Linked DNA regions of Mus musculus: region 2 is linked to region 1. A link is a contact called in public Hi-C data. All regions are on one chromosome and are shown on one strand. Each heading gives the region's core, a stretch centred on a gene start, on an enhancer-like site or on the middle of the called end of the contact. The rest is flanking DNA. Distances are from core to core; before and after follow the strand shown.

Region 1 (4,247 bases), core at 1,165-3,664:
TTCTGCACATGCATAGGAACACACACTCTTAGGTACACACATGCATTAAACAACTCACAATGCACGCACACACACACAAGACATGGTGGACTACCTGAGTAGCTGAGTAGCTGGTTTGTTCTTATTGTCTTCATAGACAATGAATATTTCATGTTTGATTCAACATTTTACACAGGTTACTTAATATCCATTCCATAAAGAGCAGACAGTGGAAAGGCAAACACTACACATATTAACTTTCCTTACTTTCTCCAGTCTTCCTCGGGCCTACCACCCCATGGTCTCACTTCAAAATTTACCTCATTTCCTCTTTCTAAACAATACTGGCAGGTCTAAGTAAACTTATAAATTCAACTTATAAATTCTGCATCCATACAATTTCACAGTAAATGGGCTCATTAGACTAGCAAAAGGCAGGCAAGTGCGATGACAAATGGCAAATAAAAGAATATCCTTCCAATTCTGTCTTAAACTACATACTAAAGTTTGTTTTGTAATATTCAGCCATAAAAATAACTTTGGAGCCTCTCTGGCCAAGTCTTAGTTGAGCTAATTAAAAGACAGAAGAAGATGGACTAATCCTCCACTGCTGCCCGTTTACCTGTAATCCGAGTCTTCACTGTATTCTCCTTTATGTAGTTATGTAGTTTATGTAGTTAGGGTCACTCCCACCACCCATGAACTGGTGAGCGTGGCCACTATGAATTCCTAAGTGAGACGCTGGGTTGGGTTCCCATGAGCCTTTAGTCACAATACTTTTTCCAATGAATATATTAATATATATACACATATATATGCTGCTCATTAATTAATAGGAATGAAGCCAGCAGCACTCTTAACTCATTCCTGAATGAAGCTCATCTTAACATACCTGCTTTCTCTGTATACACACCAGTCTCGTCATACTTTGGACTACTACCTGAGTACTCAGTTTAGGGATCACTTTAAGTGGCCACTGAAACCATAAGAATGCAAAGCATGTGGCATGTTTTGCAGAATATAGAAAGGATATATGTTACTGAAACCCCACACAAGACAAAACACAGCTGGCCTCACTTCAGCTGGAAACATCACATACCACGCTTCCAAATTTTCACTGCCATGCCTACGTCCATAAATTACTAATAATGTGTGGCTAAGTATTGAAGAATTATGAATAAACTTGAACAAATGAGACACTGACATACAGAATCCATGAATAATGTCTGCTAACTTTATGTCGTTCCCCTTTAGTGAAAGCTGCATTCTTACACCCCTTTTCACGTATCAGCTGCTTCTAATTAGAACATGCCTTGGGTTGTCAACCTGGTTCCGACTACTGGCCTCAAATACCTGAATCCTTGGGTTCTATCCTGAGGTCAGGAAGGTATATGCCTTGGCTAATGGCTATCAAGTTGGTTAATACTGTTTACATTCTATGAATTCACGATTCAACAGTTAACATGCACAGGAGCATATATCCAACAAGGAAGTTTTTCTCTTTACATGTTAAGTAAAAAGCAGCAGAGAAATCATTTTTTTTCAAAAGCAAAAATTGGTGCTCCCTATCCACCCCTTAATCTATGGAATGTTTTTAAAGAAACCCAATCTGCTGTGAAATAAGGAAACACATCACCCCACCCCAAAAGATTATTCATCTGAACCGTGGGCTGCCCAGAAAAAAAATAGATAAATTCTATCAAACCGAAAAACGGGAAACTAAATTGTTTCTTTATTCTTATCGAATAAAATTTAGCAGAAGCCTCCAATCACGACTTGCATTGAGCGAGGCCTTCCAAGTGAGGACTGAAAAGTTCACTAAGCCACCAGGCCATTTAACCCAGCCACCAGGCAGTGAGAATTGAAGAACTGATGCACCTGACTTCCCTGGCAGGGCAACTGCCAAGTGGATTTAGACCCACGAAATTTCCTCCCAAATCCCAGGGCCAAAGGATGTGACTGGGTGAAGGCTTTCAAATGAGAGTGCAATCACAAGTGCATATGCATGAACGGGAGATCAAACAGCTCAAACGAAATATAAGCACTTCTCGGAGAGGAAAAAAACAAAAACATGTCAAAAAGGGAGTCAAGGGCTGAAACCTGGGCAAAATTCGAGGCCCTCTTCCAAAGGCTGGTCCTCCTGGCGCCGGGTAGCGCTCGCGCACGCACCGTGGAGACAGAGCACCGCAGGGCCCGCCGCAGGGTCCGGTGCGACAGGTGGATGGCAAAGAGAGGCCTGATGGGGCACGACGGAAGGGGGGATGCTAGGGTAACAACTCTCGCTGGCTTTCCATTCCTCCTCCATTAACTCACCAAGAAAACCACCCAAAGAAGAGGAAAGAGAGAAAGGGAGAAAGGGAAGCGCCTTCGGCACCGCCTGGCAACCTCAGCCGGCAAGCCCGCCCCAAGCTGCTGCTTCTGCGCCTGCGCTGACTGCGCGCTGCGCCACTAGGCCAACCACGTAACCCAGACGCCCCGCCCATTACCCCGAGGCTCCTCCCCTTCCCCGTCGATCGCTCCACCTCCGCAGGGGCGCGGCCTGAATGTTGGAAACTATTATGTGACGCGTGCGTGTCTGTCCTGCTCCCTATTGTAGAATTTTTCTTTCCAGATGTACCGAGGAAAACCACAAAATGTTTGGGTGCGGGGGGGGGGGACAATGTTTTCATGTCGTCTTTTCCAAAGACGCAGGAACGTCTTTTTCCTTACGTTTTTCTCAGACAGAAGAGGTTACAAAAAAGGAATCAGATAAAAGCCAGGTTGCCCCGTCTCCTAGCAACTGTTTCCTTAGCAACCACGTGGTCAACAACGCTAAACAGACTCGGAGCAGAATTATTTTCTTCCTGAAAAAGGGACTGTTACGAAAGGGTCAAAGGGAAATTACACGAAAGAGAAATTTTAGTTCTTTGATAAGAAAGTAAGAAAAGAAAAAGGCGGTGAGAGAAGGAGTTGAGACAGTGGGAAAGTGAGCCAAAAAGCTGAGTACTTGTTAAGGAATTCCTTGGTGGCCATGGACTCACCCTGCACTTCCGAGAGTATTTATAACCTCATACCCAGTGACTTGAAGGAGCCGCCCCAGCATCCTAGGTATGTGGGTAAGCAAAAGCGATGACTTCAGCCCAGAGGAAGATCGTTGACCTCTTTTAAAGACTTACGGGGCTGACTTTTACATTTAATCTTGGGTCGCAACTTCTTAAGACCAGGTGGACAAATCTAAATAGCGTTTCATATTTCACAGAGAAAAAAAAAAAGTGAGCTAGTGTTGTCAGACGTCCATTTTATGATCATAGCCCCCCACTAATATGCAATTATTAATTTGGTTTTAGGTGCTGTGTATAATGTGAAATTCCATGTCGTTGAAAAGAGGGGGAAAAATCTGTTTTATCCGTCCGTTTTAGGAAATCTGATGTTTAATTTAGGAACTCAATGTTGTATTTGACTTAGGCACTCTTTTGCCTCCCGTAATTTGTGTCTAAATTGAATTCTCATTTGTTTCTAGGCCTCAGTATTTCAATTGGTTTAACAAAAATGATGGACTAGAGAGTATGTCTAGGATTTTTACAGATCTTGTGGTTTAATGAAAGGGGTACAGTTGGATGGATGGAAATTCCAAAATATATAACTGAAGGAAATTCTTATGTGTTTGTTATATTTCTGAAAATCTCCAAATCTGAAAAAGGAAACTTCAAAATAAATGTCCCAGATACTTGGCCATATAGGTATTTTGTAAACTGTATTGAAGTCTGAGAGAAGAGGGCAGTCCCATGCCTCCTAGGAGTTGGTGATTTCTGTTATTTACCTTTGTCTTTTGACTTAAGAAAGTCACAGCCACTTTAAAAGAACCAGCACTCAGGTGCGCATGCCTGTTGCGGCACCCAGGATGCTGATGGGGAGAATCTGAGTTCAAGGCTAGCATGGGCTACAAAGACAGACCCTGTCTCTAAAACCAAACAACCAAGAAAAAAAAAAATCAAGAGTTACCAGTTATTATTATTGTGGAGGTCTACAATCAATTTGCACTTGTTTTCTGATTTGAAAATAAGTGAAGTAGACATTCGGAGGTTCCTTCCAAATGTAATGGCCAATTTTTTATGACGTGGAGTGGTAACAGCAAAGTGTAGGTCCTTCCATTTTAACTCAAACTGAATAGGCAGCTTATATCAGAGCAATCATGATATTGTATTTCCCTTGCTTATCAGCTGGGCATCTCTGGGGAGGAATGAAAATGCTGACACCGGTGTGGAGTTTGCAATGCTCACATTACTTGT
Region 2 (4,040 bases), core at 925-3,424, 1.6 Mb before region 1:
CATAATGTCCATGCTTGTCTTATTTATTTTAGATTATTCCATTTTGAAAGTACCTAAGATCACTTATGATGTTCAATAATGTTGTAAAGGTTATAGTTTCATAGACTACAAAGCACGAATTGAATTTATTCTAAAGAATTGTAGATTTGTTAAAAGGCTTACTTATCAAAATAGGTAAAATGAAATAGAAAATGACTAGAAATAAATAGAAATAAAAAGCAACAATGCCATTTGAGAATTCAAAGTAGCACAACTCACACATTCATGGCAATGAAGTCCATAAATTGCTTACTATATAATATGAAAATATCTAGAGCTTTTTAAAAATCTGTGACATACAATGAAACTATAGTGGAGAACTATACACTCTCAGAATATAAAATTTCCAAGAAAATGTAGTGGATGCTGCAGAGCCCAGTGAGTATGTATAATTAATTACACATTTCAAAGTTGCATTTCTCAAAAACTAGTAACTCAGGATTGTTGAAATGCAATACAATGGAATGTTGGCAACTTACATAAGGACCAGAAATTACGTTGCTTTTTAAGAGGAATGTCTCAGAAACAAAACTCATCAAAAGTGTTTATATTTCAGCTTATAACAAAGTCTGTTGGCACATTCTCCTTTTCCCTCTGGAATTGAATACAAGATTGAAGCAGCATGTGATTCACCGGATTCCTTCTGAGCACTGTTAGTGTCTCCATTCTTATGTGGTATAATCTCATTTATCCCCGAGTTCCAGTGTGGTTAAAATAATGTAATTAAGTTCATCTCTGTGTGCTAGTATCCTAAAGATGTAGAGCAACAACTGGAATCTCTACCAAGTACCAGAAAGGTCACAAATATTTATAAGAATTTACAAGTTAAGTGCTAATAGTTTGAAGATGACATTACATTTGCTAGACTCTGAGTTCACTGATCAGACAGGAGACACCACCTGGAAGGACATTGGGTACAAGCGACTCTTTTTCTTATCTTCTGCTATCTTGCTAGCCAGCATTCCTCTTCAGGCCCACGTGCTCCCATTTTAGGGAGGCCCAGAAGGCAAAACCCTCGGTTTAGTATGAAAGCCAAAGTTTCTTTTCTGAAGTTTCAGTTTGGAGTCCCAGATTGGCGCACTTGCTTTTGTTCACACCATATCACTGCCGGTATGGAGGATAAACCCACAGCCTCTTGTCTGCTCAGTTTTCCCCTTTACTCGGCGTTCCCATCACAAAACTACTCTTTGAACAGAGATGCTGAGACGCTCTAGGAGAGCACATGTCACTCTGCACCTTGGTATGAAAGCTGAGAAATACATCGCCAAGGGGAATGAAGAGGTACACGTGATAAAGTCCGAGCGAGGGGCCTGTACTGGGGGTTCTAGCGGTGGTGGTGGCAGTGGTGGTGGTGGTGGTGGTGGTATACAAGAGCATTCTTGTCTTTCAATATATAAAGCATTTTCTGAATCTTCACTCCAAACTAAATTAGGAAACCCTTGTCTGGTATTCAAACTTATCCTTACCACATTTTTTACAAAGAAAAGGAGACTGAGAGGGAAAGACAGGCTTCAAAAAGCAGAACTGCAGTTAAAGTTTTAAATGAAGGGAAACACTTTGAGCTATGTGTCCTCTGACTCTCAAATGAGTCTCCTCAGACTACCACTTAATGTGAGGTGCCCTAAAATGCCTCAGGGGATGTTTTGTTTCAAGATTAGCTCAATTTAATGTGGGGTCCCTGAGACCTGGTAACATTTCTTAAGCAGAAAATCTGTTAAAACAAAACGCAGTGGGGAGAAGAGGGAGCCACAGGTCAAGAGCACAAGAGGTGCCCAGGGGACCTGAAGCTTCCTGGCTGCCAGGGGAAGGGGGGGGGGGCGTGTTCACGTGGCCGGTGCGTGGACCTGTGCCACAACTGTTGTCTCCCCCACCCCCATAGGACACGCAGTGTGGCAGCCTGAGTACCCCAAACCCGTGCGCAGGACTAGGGTGCCGCTTACCTTGACTGCTGGGAGGAGGGTGCGAGGGGGGCTTGCAGAGATGCGAGGAGGCTGTGCAGAGATGCGCGGGGCTGAGCCAGAGATGGGCCGGGTTGAGCCTAAGTGCACCGGAATGAGCAGAGATGAGTGGTTGGCGCCTCTGGGCTGGACCGGCCTCGAGGCGAGGACGTGGGCTCAGGGAGGAGGAAGTGCTTTGAGCCCTGCCCACCCGGCGGCGCAGACTCTCGGCTTTGCACGGAGGTGCTAGCTAGCAAAGCCCTGGAGGAGAATAGACAGACACCAAGCCCCGCCTAAAGGGCTCCGCAAGTTTAGCAAGTTCGGGTTGTTTTTTCCAAACCCTGTCCACCCCTGGAAGAAAACACTTCCTGCCCTAAGGTCAGAGAAAGCCTTCTCTCATCTGTGTGGGTCTTGTGTTCTTTGTAAGAGTCTGAGACTAACGCCCAGATGCTAGTCTGAAGGGTTAGTGCTCAAGGGGTGCTCAGGACTAAAAGTCTCAGATTAGCTGAGAAACTCCCTACAAGAGAGTTCACCAGTCAGTAACACCTGCAGGCAGTTAGTTCCCAAGGAGATCTAAATATCAACCTACGTTGGTTACAATTTTGAGACTTGAGCGGAACAGATGTAAGTTCCCTTTTCTGCCCCACAAAACCGTCAAGCTCCCTGAGCATCTGCGCAGCCTCCACTTCCCCCAAGACTGCCTCCTTTCACTGTTTTAATAAAAGGACCCTCTGCTTCTGTTGAGGCCTGTCTTCCGTTTATTTTCACATCGTGTGGATCAATCCCAATCTATTAAGTTCCACAAAGGGTAAAGGGGCCAGCTTATTTTGCAACAGCCTTCTATGTCTTTACCTCAACCCTCGCTGCACTTCCTCAATCTGCCATTGTCTAAGACTTCCTGGACCAGCCCAGAAGGGGACGTTCCAGTTAGGGTGGACAGAGAAGTGGTGCAGTGTGATGGCCTTTGTGCCAGAGTAGATCTTTCCCTGGGTGGAGGTAAAGGAAGGGCTCAGCAGGTGTCTGTTCTCAGTGGAGACTACTCTGATGATGGGCTGTGGTCCCTCCAACATCTTTATTTTTTAAAGTCAGAGTGTAATTGTCACACTGGCTGTCCTCGAACTTACAATGTATATCAGGCTGGCTTCGAACATATAGAGATCCTCCTGCCTCTCATGTGCCACCAAGATCACTTTCTGGTTTTGTTCTTATGATTTTGTTTGTTCATAGCTTGTATATCACAAGATTGACTGGGACTCACTCTGAGAGAAAGTGTTTAGGGAGATCTGAAAATACAGCCACTAAAATCAATTATGATTTTAAATGATGATTGAGTTAATTTCTCTTCCTCTACACAGCTGTGTCTTTAAGGGTTCACTGTAAGGCAAAATGGTGGAGACATGAAGATATAAATTAGACATATAATTAATTTCAGATAGTTCCAGTACTCAATGGGAGACTATATATAGTTTGTCTAAGAAGAACATAAACAGCAGTAACAGAAAGGATTGCTGCTTTGCTGGATGGCACACCCTACTCCACAGAAAACAGCTAATACACTGCATAGTCAACATGCTGAGAAAGAATAAAAGGTGACGGTATAAAGTAATGGTTATGCTGATAGGGCTTCTATGTCAATTGGAGTTGTGGAAAAAGATCAACCTTATGACCAGCATTTGAGTCGGACCTAAATGAAAGGAGCCATCCAATGATGTTAGGAGTTTTACACAAGAATATCCTAGAAAGAAAGGTTGATACCTCTAAAGTCTTCATTTAGGACAGCCCTTGAAGAGCCTGGAAAAACATCAAGGAAACTAGTAACAGTATGGCCTTGGGTGGCGAGAAGAGAATGGAAAAGAGACGAGGTTATGAAGGACACGATGACAAGATGGTTGTAGAGGCTGATGTAGTGAGGTGGGATGCCATTGAGAGCAACAGAAAGCAAAAACAAGCAACAGGATGGAGAGCGATTCTCCCGAAGAGAAAAGATGGTCAGAGAGTTCTGATGATAAGGACCAGTCATTCAGAAGCTCGAAAAGCATCCCAAGAGATGATCAATGGGGTGTG

The links. Hi-C and Micro-C count contacts between places; a contact is called where the count stands out from the background.
Region 2: a contact with region 1 is called in a Hi-C map of B cells, with 6 read pairs. The contact joins the promoter of Apbb1ip here to the promoter of Thnsl1 in region 1. A contact is called at or near these places in 4 of 39 promoter capture datasets (the HPC-7 cell line, embryonic stem cells, hippocampal neurons and 1 more), 2 of 484 Hi-C or Micro-C datasets (B cells and CD4 T cells), 3 of 115 datasets of contacts at active chromatin or transcription factors (DN3 thymocytes, bone marrow-derived dendritic cells and embryonic fibroblasts) and 2 of 9 other capture datasets (adipose tissue and liver).

What each region holds. Positions count from the first base shown.
Region 1 is chr2:21,203,891-21,208,137 of GRCm38.p6, reverse strand. Thnsl1 (threonine synthase-like 1 (bacterial)) reads right to left here and starts at 2,414. Exons shown (of 3, transcript NM_177588.2): 1 at 2,293-2,414. Enkur (enkurin, TRPC channel interacting protein) reads left to right here and starts at 2,773. Exons shown (of 5, transcript NM_027728.2): 1 at 2,773-3,066. The coding sequence starts at 2,990.
Region 2 is chr2:22,772,461-22,776,500 of GRCm38.p6, reverse strand. Apbb1ip (amyloid beta (A4) precursor protein-binding, family B, member 1 interacting protein) reads right to left here and starts at 2,174. Exons shown (of 14, transcript NM_019456.2): 1 at 1,980-2,174.